2 separate regions of the Mus musculus genome follow, and region 1 is linked to region 2. Evidence: chromatin contacts called from public Hi-C data. All regions are on one chromosome and are shown on one strand. The core of a region is the stretch at or near the end of the contact, and the rest is flanking DNA. Distances in the headings are between cores, read along the strand shown.

Evidence for each region. A called contact is a pair of places that touch in the nucleus more often than the background predicts.
Region 1: a Hi-C map of bone marrow-derived macrophages shows a contact between it and region 2, with 1.6 times the contacts expected there. The contact joins the enhancer-like site here to the promoter of 4930542D17Rik in region 2. A contact is called at or near these places in 1 of 39 promoter capture datasets (hematopoietic stem and progenitor cells), 5 of 484 Hi-C or Micro-C datasets (the HPC-5 cell line, bone marrow-derived macrophages, macrophages and 1 more), 1 of 115 datasets of contacts at active chromatin or transcription factors (CD8 T cells) and 3 of 9 other capture datasets (adipose tissue, liver and pancreatic islet).

The regions. Positions count from the first base shown.
Region 1 is chr16:50,629,729-50,635,150 of GRCm38.p6, reverse strand. All of the region lies in intron 3 of 4930542D17Rik (RIKEN cDNA 4930542D17 gene), which reads right to left. Among named protein-coding and RNA genes, the nearest start is that of Ccdc54, 41 kb to the right of the region's middle. Within about 2 kb of position 2,345, at least 48 of the 459 cell types and tissues checked have an H3K27ac peak or open chromatin away from gene starts, as enhancers often do. A contact at or near this core is called in CD8 T cells and bone marrow-derived macrophages, where this site is marked.
Region 2 is chr16:50,588,467-50,593,567 of GRCm38.p6, reverse strand. 4930542D17Rik (RIKEN cDNA 4930542D17 gene) reads right to left here and starts at 3,065. Exons shown (of 5, transcript NR_040566.1): 1 at 2,820-3,065. It overlaps Ccdc54 (coiled-coil domain containing 54), which reads left to right and starts at 2,414. Exons shown (of 1, transcript NM_027046.4): 1 at 2,414-3,709. The coding sequence starts at 2,667. The coding sequence ends at 3,656.

The sequences.
Region 1 (5,422 bases), core at 1,096-3,595, 42 kb before region 2:
CTGGCTATATCCAGACCAAGAATTCTTTTGATGGAGTAAAGGGCGGACAGCTCCAGTGTTCCCTCTCCCAGGGGGCTGGTCCCACCTTGTCGACACTGTCCCTATTAACACCAGCTAGTCAGTCACACTTCCTGGTTTTATTTTTTGGCTCAAAAAGTAATTCTGCACCCATCCTCCTTCCCCAAGCATATTATAAAATCCTAAAGAGAAAGACCTGTCGTCAGCTTCCTGTGTATTCCCCACAGTGCCAGAACTACAGGAGAAAGAAATACAGCCTCTTTGAATAACTACTAATTTACAAGTTACATTTATTGATGCATTTTAGTATACTAAATGTTGTTTTCAGTGCTTAGCACACATAACTACCCCAGTCTCCACAACAGTTCTACAGGGCACATATCATTGGGATACCCATTTAACAGAAGTGGTAACTGAGATTTGGTATGATCAGGTCAGTTTCCTTTTCATAGAACCAGAAGTGGCAGTGCCAGGCTTTGAATGCCTATCCTGTGCTATCTCAAAGGGTAGACTTACGGAGGAAGAAAGAATGATAGGGAGGTACGGGTATGGGTATGAAGTTTAAAGAGGTGTTTTTTATTTTATTTTATTTTTTAGTGATAGGCAATTCTAGTGCTGGTACAGTAGTCTGACATCTGTAGGAGAAGAACAGACAGGAAAAGGAATTAAAGACCCAGTCGCTACTTTGCTAGTCCCTCAAGGAGGATTTAAGCCTTTTTAAAAAGACTTCCAACCGAGTAAGTCTGAAAACATAGCAGGTGAGGTGAAAATGAACAGCAGATAGTTTAAGTGTCTGCTTTTCCTGGAGGGTAATCACGGTCTTGATCAGCTTAATTCAGATGATTAGGGGGTGTAGCCCCTTGTACAGTCCCTTCAGACCAGCACCTAGATTCGTGTCAGGATGGCAAGCTGGAGGGGTGTATAGGCTCCAGTGTTGCAAACCTTCAGCCCCGCCCCCCAGGAGAACTGTTCTGATATCACACCTTAACCAGAAATAGGCTGGACATGAAATGCTGAGGATTGTCGTTCAGCCTAGGCAACTGACTCAACACAAAGTCATAGTAGGAAGCAGGAGCATTTACCAGACAGAGCAGGGGGTGTGGAGGAGGACACCAGACACAGATGTGACATGAGACTGTAACCCTCAAACCCTGACAGAGACTTCAGTGCAGGAGTCAATGGCATAATGTTTACAAGAGGAAAGGGAACCTTCATGAGTGGGGTGGTACAACAGGACCCAGTGTGTGATGCATAGAAAATCCAATCGGTCAGACTACAGGGAGAGGGGGCTGGGGTGAGCTCCAGGGGCTGGAATGAAGCTGACAAAGAGGCCTTCATTTCTGATATGCTTTGTATATATATATAACCTAGCATACAATTGGTACTCGTTTTTCAAGTGGTTGTGTTCCATCAAGTCTACCACAAACACTGTATTAGCAAATGCTGAACTGTTGCTTCTAGGGGAAGTTCTGGATCCGGTTCTTGGGAGCCCTCCCCCACCCCTACTCCCACACCCATCCCCCACCTCCCCCCAGGCCCCTTCCCATCATAACCCTACTCATACCATTTTTATCAACCACTCATGCCTACCCTTGACTTAGGCTGTGTTTTTCTTTAAAGACACCTTATTCAACATGTGCTGCTAATTAACACTGAATTCATGGCCAACTGCACCACTACTCATACCTGAACATAGCTTAGTCAAGACATGCACTTCCTCCACAGGGCCTTCCTGTGCTTATGAACACTGATCAGTACTTCAGCTCTACAAAGAGACATTTATGCACAGAAAAAGAACCAGGCCAAAAATGCTTAAAGTGGGGAGCTAACAAGACCACAGAAGGGAACCTGTTTACAATATGACGACGAAAACGGAAAAGGCAGAAAATCGCCTTGCTTAGCTTTCGTGGGGTCTGTGCCTGTGAGCTGACAGATTTTTCACTCCTCTGTGCCTATCTACAAGTGACTATGTAACGAATCCCAGCATTGACATGGGGATACAAATACATTCTTATCAAAGGTGTGAGTTGGAAATATGGGGTCTGAAAATAGTGACCATCAACAATATGTATGTGACTTTTTTTATTAACATAACACTATTGAAGACACCACTTGACAGGTTTATGAATAAGTCCACAGCACAAAAAAAAAAAAAAAACCAGGAAGACTGAGCAAGCAACACATTATCCATGCTCTTCAGAGCTCAGAGAATGATGTCTATGGAACTTGTTGTCTTAAAGTCTGCTGACAGGGTATATCTGTGGTTTTTGTAACCACAAGGGCTATTCTGCTTTGAGTTTGAGGCTGTGGTTCACTGCTTCCTATTCTGTTTATCCTGTCTACTGGTGGTTTCGTCATTGTGGCTGGGTGTATATGACAAGTGTTTGACTGTCCTGTCCTTCTACATGATTACTACATGTACGGTGGAAGACACCTGTCTGCTAACTCTGCCCTGGACAAGGAAATGTGGCCACAGCCAACAGGTTTCTAACAGTATCAACTCTGCTCTTAAATAAACTAAGTGCTGGTCAGAAATTCTAACTTCCCTAGTCCATCCTTGCTGCCTTTTTCAAGACAGCTATTTCTTATCTCAACCTCTGAAGAAGCCAGCCAGTTTGGGTTGGAATGGTTCTTTGCTTGTTCCTGGAAGTCTTCCTCATAGAAACTGAACTGAGGTAAAACATGATGCCCTGCTTCCATTCTTTCTGTCACTGAAGCACCTTTCTATGGCAGAGAAAAGAAAATTAACCAAAGTGGAATTTCTTTGGCCTCACAGTATAACATTAGCCCATTTCTTGCATCTGGACTCATCTCCCTACTCTGTTCTCCACAAAAGCAATACATAAACAGCAACTCATGGTGGTTTATGCCTGTAATGCCAGAAGGATAAGGTAGGAGGATTGCGAGTTCAAAACCAGCCTGGGAAAAACAGCGAGACCCTACATCAAAAAATTCAAAAAAAATTTTTTTTTGATGCAACAAAGCTGGATGATCATTCTGTACTTTCACTGGAGGACTTCATGTCCTGCCCTTATTTTCTACTCCAGGATATCAGTTAGCAATAAGAATCATTTCTTGTTCCACCATTATTGACAACATTAAACTTTTATTTCTGATACTATAACAAAGACAATTTTAGTAGCCTCTGGAGTAGATGACAGATTAACATACACTATAAGAGGGGTCAATGAGTTTCTATAACAAATGAGCTAACTTAAGAGCTTAGTTATTTTTCGAAGGTGATTTAAAAACTGAGAAACTTCTAGAAGGATATGTCAACAATCACTATACCTTGTGACAGAAATTGCTGCTGGAATTTAGTGTGTTTAGATATTTGCATGTTTTTCTCTCATGTCAGAAAAGTAGTAAAATAATATGCAAAATGAGGATAATGAAAATAAAAGACTGTAATTTTTCCAAAAGCATTATATAATGTCTGTCTTTAAAAAAATAAGTGTTTGGAACAGCCTAGAATTTTAGCTAAAGTATGCTAAACACAGAATACAGAAATTCTCTTCTGTCACCTAATTTTGAGCTGCGAACACATGTTGCTTTGGTCCTAGGAAACATGCATTTCACATTACAAAATAATTCAGATTCATTTCTTAACTACACTAAAAGAAAATGAATGTTTAATGTGTTTATCTCCATTTTTAAGTATTTTTTTAATAGCAAAGCAAAAATGTGTGCATGACCCAAACAAAGAGGTTTCCATGCCTCTCTGGGTAATCATGTCAAAAGACATGATGAATAGTCTTTTATGGTGTCAGGGGTCACCGCGAGCATGCTCATGTCCTTGGCTGTTTTAGCTGAAGCTCCTTTGATAGGAGTCTATCCGATAGTATATGCAGTTAGTAAAACCACACCAAATGGCAAGAAAATGAATGGAGTGCCTGCCATCTCAGGGGACAAATCTCTCAGAAAGGAGAGAAAATTACCAACTAAACTGCATGGTATACAGAGTCATTCCTAATCCTAGGCCAAAAAAAGAAAGAAAAATGTCAGTTGAGGACTCTCGCTCCCTTGGAAAGGCAGACCACAAAAATGACAGTAATATTTAAGATGAGATATTATTTTGGCTTTCTTCTATGTCTAAAAATTTTTGTAAAGCTATTAATTTGTCAAATTTCACCTTTTCCACCTGATAAAAACATTATTCAACTCTTTTCAGTATTTGGATCCTACATTTATTATTATGTTTATTTATCATTTATTTTTAATTTATTATTTATTTATTATTATGTTACTTTTATTATTATATTTATTAATATGTTTATTATTGTTATTATTTTATATTATTATTATGTTATTGAAGTTTGTTGATAGGCTAGAAAGTTTTGCCCATGTTGCAAAGAGTGACCTGATGAAGAAACTATGCTATGGGGCTTTTCGGTAATTTCACAAACGCTGTTTGGCAGGCATAGTGAAAATCAGTGGTAATGATGCCTTATTTCCAGTGTCTTTTATCTGGAGCTCTCAAAGCATCACACATTTATAGCATATGATTATTATGTCACGATGACTCTATGTGAGAGGAAGTACATTTTGGAGATGTCTAAATTTTCGCAATCTTTATCTCCCTTGTTAGACTGGTTGGTGCCTCTGGAATTTTTAAAGAAAAAAATTATTATTTAGACAACTAGGAGAATCAAACAATAGACAGTTTCTACTATGCTACATAAAGTATGGGGTGGGGTGGGGTGGGGTGGGAGGGAGCAGAACTCTCAGCATATCCAAAGCAAAAGGACATGAATAAAAAGTATCTGGAACATTTCACCCATGCATCAATCTCCACATATTTTCAACATTTTAGTATTTAGGTATTCATAACAACTATCAGGAAGCTAAACAGCAGAACTTTTGCTTTCACCTATGTGATTACGTGTGCTAAGGGATTGTTACTGTTGTAATCAGGTCTAAGCAGGTTCTGACATCCTAACATGCTCTTCTTAGACTACATGTGGTTGCTAAGGCAGATCCATAAAGGAGTCGTGCATTCATTAACTAAAACTTCTGCTGAGGCACACGTTTACTTGGATAAAGGCAGGCTGGCTGTTAAGGTGTCTGGTATCAGTTCTTAGGTATTGTGGTGGTTTGAAATAAAATGGGCCCCGTGCTCGGATCTTTGAACGCTTAGTTAACCAGGAAATGGAACTGCTTGAGGAGAAGAAAGATTTTTAAAATGTGGTCTAGGTGGAGGAGGTGTGGCTTTGATTGAGGAGGTGTGGCCTTGATGAAGGAAATGTGTCACCTGGGGTAGGCTTTGATGTTTCAAAAGCTCATGCTACACCTAGTTCTCTCTCTCTCTCTCTCTCTCTCTCTCTCTCTCTCTCTCTCTCTCTCTCTCTCTCTCTCTCTCTGCCTACTACCACAGTCTGTGAATCAGGATGTAGCTCTCAGCTCC
Region 2 (5,101 bases), core at 1,816-4,315:
CTGCTTCCTTCTGAGCTGCCCGTGTATCCCAGGCATGAACTCTAAGAAAGGAAGTCATCTGCTTTCCCGTTTACCAAGGACTTGTCTCACGTCACCAAATCGGCATCGGCAGGACTTCCCGGGATGTCCATTCAGTGCCTAACGAGTCCCAAATCTTGCTCCCTTCAGTAGCACTGGTATGTGTCAACCTCAGATAGACATGTTTGGATGAAACCTGCTAAGTTAAATATCTCAAAAAGTAATCAGAATCCACGATTTTTTAAAAAATTTTATTGCCCTTTATAAAGGCTATAATTTAACTACCTTAAATATGCAAAAGAGGCCAAGACTGATTTTTTTCCTTTTTTTTTTATTTATTACGTATTTTCCTCAATGACACTTCCAATGCTATCCCAAAAGTCCCCCATACCCTCCCCCCCACTTCCCTACCCACCCATTCTCATTTTTTTGGCCCTGGCGTTCCCCTGTACTGGGGCATATAAAGTTTATGTGTCCAATGGGCCTCTCTTTCCAGTGATGGCCGACTAGGCCATCTTTTTTTTTATTGTTGTTAAAAATTGGATACCTTCCCAAGGTTCTCCCATTTACGTAGCTCACTTTAACATAGGAGTTAGAACTAATCCAGCTTCTAAAATCTTTCCAAATTTCTGCTTCAAACATCTTTACTAAATAAAGTATCTAGGTGAAGCTTCTGTATTCTCATATTGCTAAGTACTTTTTAGTGTAATTGAAGAAGAGATGTCTATTTTCTCCTGAATTATGATAAATGCATACATTTTTGTCATGGTGTGGCAGTAGAGATCAAATACGTAACCTCTAGAACCAGGATACAAAGATGTGAAGCCTTTGGCTGTCTATTTTTTAGCTGTATCACCATAGGGAAGTAGCCTAACTTCTTTGAACTTCACATAAATGGGTAGAATTTGTAACCACGTGGTATGGTTGATCTTGTCAACCTGATAGGATCTAGAATCACCAAGAACACAAACTTTTAGGTATGTCTGGAAGTTTCTAGATTGGGAAGATAAAAGTGGGAAGGACCACTTAAATGTGGGTCGGGACCATCTCTTCGGGGTACAGCTCTGTCTTGGATACAAAGCAGAAGACAAGCTAAGTGCTGTGTTTATCTCTCTCTGCTTTCTGAGTGCAGATGCAGTGTGACCAACTAACTGCCTCATGCTTCTCAACAAAACCACGCCTTCCTCACCATGGTGACCTGACCCTCAAACTCAGAGCCAAAAGAATCCCACTGCAAGTCTCCTTTATCTGTGTTTTGTTTTGTTTTTGCTTTTTGTTTTTTGTTTTTGAGACATGGTTTCTCTGTGTAGCCCTGGCTGTCCTGGAACTCATTCTGTAGACCAGGCTGGCCTCAAACTCGGAAATCCGCCTGCCTCTGCCTCCCGAGTGCTGGCATTAAAGGTGTGTGCCACCATTGCCTGGCTGGTATTTTTTGTGTGAGAGAAACACTAACACATACACTGTGTCTCGGTGATATTAAGTGAGCTGGTTTTAGCCTGGATGGAGCGGTTGCTACAAGCAACCTCTCTAATTTGAGAATCCCTAAAATATGCTAGAATATCATCTATAAACCTCCTCCTCTGATTGTATACAATATCAATGAAATCAAACTTGACAATTAATGAAGGTGATATATTATAACTCTAAGATACCTAATTGAACAGTTATTGTGTCAGTCTTGCAGCTCTCATTTAGTATGCTGAGCCCATAGTTTGTTTTTGCTCGCTAGTCTCAGATGCTTGTATTGGCCCTAGAAAATCTTCACAGGGCCTAAGCACTGGTATTGTGGAAGCTGATGGAAAGAACGGCTTTGGCCAAGGTAAACAGGACCATGCTGACCCTAATCATTCTGGCCTCAAGCCCCATCCCAGTGTAGCCTGTTTGATGGAGAACATTCTCTTTTCCCAGCAAGAGTTTGGAGAGATAGCTAGCCATTTTAGAAAGAGCCAGGCAGCAATTCAGAGGCATAGTGATGCAAAACCCTGGGTACTGTAAGTGAGCCAAAATTCTTAAATCACTTTTGGCTAAGTTCAGAGTTTATACCAAAGCCTACGCCAAGACGGACCAGGCAATTTGGCACAAATGGGAGAAATAGTGACTTAGTAGCAGGTTGTAAATGACATTAATTTTTTTTAATCCCTAAAAAGGGTTGCTTCAAGGGAGACATATAGGTATCCAGCAGTATTCATTTTGATTCTGAAGTGTTCAGGCTTAAGTGTTCAAAGAATAAAAATTTTACCTCAATGCATCATATAGACAAAATATTATTTAGTATCTTAAAGGATTTATATTTCCAAGATCACTTTTACCCTCAGAGGCAATAGTTCTCAAAGTGTGGCAGTTGGTGAACCTTGAGAGCAGAAATGATCTAGGCCAGTGGTCATTGTGACATCACAATCAGATGAGGATCACAGGAATGGTCACATGCAGTAGACAGTTAAAACACAAAGCTCTGAAGTTAGGCTGCTTGGAAGAAGTAAGCCACCTAACCTGCCTGACGCTGCCTTTGATGTTCTCCACAGGTATTCAATGATGTGACCAGGAAAGAACTCCAGTACATAGGAAGAGAAAAGCCATAACCTCGCAAAAATCGCTTCTTCCGATGTCATGTGTCTCAGCACTTTGGGTCTTATGTCTCAGTGAAAAACATGTACAGATTTCACACCAAAAGAGTAAGAGCTGCCGCTGGCCAGGTGTGGACTGCAAACCTCCACAAGATCAGAAGATCTCTTAAAAATGTTTACCAGAAATGTACGACCCACCACTCATATTCAACTAGCTACCCAACAAGGGCTTCTTACGGTTGCGACGGAGATACTCTCAGTTTGAATGAAGACATGAATCTACCAGCAATGCTCCAAGACATTAAAACGGGACAAACGGAACTCCTCAACCAAATGACGAACATTGTCAGTTCAATATCAAATATCCAGGAAAAGATCAACCATTATCAGAATCAGATGGAAGCCCTGGAAGCCAGAATAAACATTAGTGAAGACAGACAGACTGCAACCACCAAAGACATGCTCTCCATGAAAGAAGATATCAACACTCTAAAGAAGAAGGTGACGGAGCTGGAAAGCCAGAATTCTTACTCCAGCATTCATTGTCTAGAGGTCTTGGAAGGACAAAGGGGTAAAGAATTTGTACAGCTCCTCCATAAACTCCTACAAACTGAAACCCCAAAGGGCACAGCCACCTCTCCAGACACTGTCATCTCATCAGCAGAGCCAGAGAGAGTGTCCAGTTACCCAGAGCCCACTGGTGAGCTTAAGAAAAAAACAACGTCACCTCAGAATATAACTCTGAAGAAAAATAATAGCCTCCAAAATGCATCAGTGGGTTGCAAAAAGGTAAGGTCAAATATTTATATTTACCCTGACTTCAGTACATGGATCAAGCTCACTTTTGTTCATGGAGGAAATTGGAGATTTTTCCTCAGTGCCACCAAGTTAGAGGAATTCATCCAGTGGCTTCTGTCTAGGTCCACCATCCTTCCTGAGGAACCACAAATCATACCCCAGAGAGACTACGCCTTCACCGGAGCCATTGGGAGGTTGGCCACAATCTGTCTCTCTCTCTTCCACTATGTTTATTGCCTTTTCGGTTCCTCAAAAGAGGAAATAACTCGACTTTAGAGTTATTTCCTGCTTGGCTTGGGACAAAATAAATGTAGCCCGTTTGCTTCGAGTAGTCCTGTGTGTCTGTGCTGCCTGTGGACTCTAGCTTGCTGGCTGTGTGTGCACCCACGGCCCACAAAGCTCCCACAATGCAACACTGAGTTGTATCGGTCATCTCATTGAACCAACTCCCAAGCAGTTCACGAAGACTTAACCTGTGTGTGCTTTCGTAAATAATCAGAACCAAGAATGAAAGGGTCAATGCAAATGGGGACATTTGTCAGCTTCCACATCCGTTCTAGTGGCCCTGGTAGATAAAATCTGTGATATGAGACACAAAAAAAAATCAAACATCAAGGAAAAAATCCATTTCAAAACCATTAAACTTAAGAATGTATTGGTGCCCAAGAGGCGGTTCAGGCATTAAGAACACTTGCTTTTCTTACAGAAAACCTAGGTTTGGTTCCCAACACACTTGTCAGTCTGTTGACAACTCCTTGAAACCCCAATTCCAAGAGATCTGGTGCCCACTCTGGCCTCTGTGAGCCATCTACATGTACACGCATAAACTCAGGCACACACATACCCATCAAACAAAGTCATTTTATTTACACACACACACACACACACACACAAAGTCCAAGTTATTGCAAGGAAAATATGAATTACAACAGCAGAATATTTTTTCTTTTCAGTTTCATCAGTATTAGTCAATTAGATATGAGAGGAAATACAGTTCGGCATTTTTTACATTTTCTTGAAAGGAGACAGATACAAGGTCCTGCACATTTGCTACAGAGGAAAAAAGGCAAAAACTAAAGATGTATTTGTGAAGAAAGTGAACCTCATCACTCTAACACTGCAAATCTTCACATGGCAGGGTAGATACCCCAGTGAGATGCCCAGGGCAAGCTTCATCTTAGACATAATACATTCTTGTTACTGTAATGTCATTTTTCTAAATAGCACACAAAGCAGGGGGTTAGAAAGGTTTCCCTTACTTCTTAACCCATTGAATGAGTCATCTTTCCTACTGCATCTATCCTATTAAACTGAAAATATTCTTCACATATATACTAATTTTAATTAGCCCCAGTTAGCAATTGGAGAATGGAGAACAAGCAAGCTTCCATAAAGCAATACAGTAAAACCAATTCAGTTTGGTATTTATTATACAACACCAATTTTTTTCATTTATGAATCCGATATTTTGAGCCTCTTTTACAAATTTACATATGTATGTACACAATAGCCTTTAATACGTTGCTTTAAAAATAAGCCCATATGTAATGCACTTAATAAAGTCCAGAGTAAATCTTAAATGCGTCGGCTTAGATGGTGAATCTCTATGTAAGTTTCAACAGCAAAGGGGTGTCCAAGGATCAGCTAGGTCCCTAGTTCAGCACACTGTGTACCCAGACATGAAGAAGGAAGAAATGGCCTAGGCAAATGGCGACATAAAC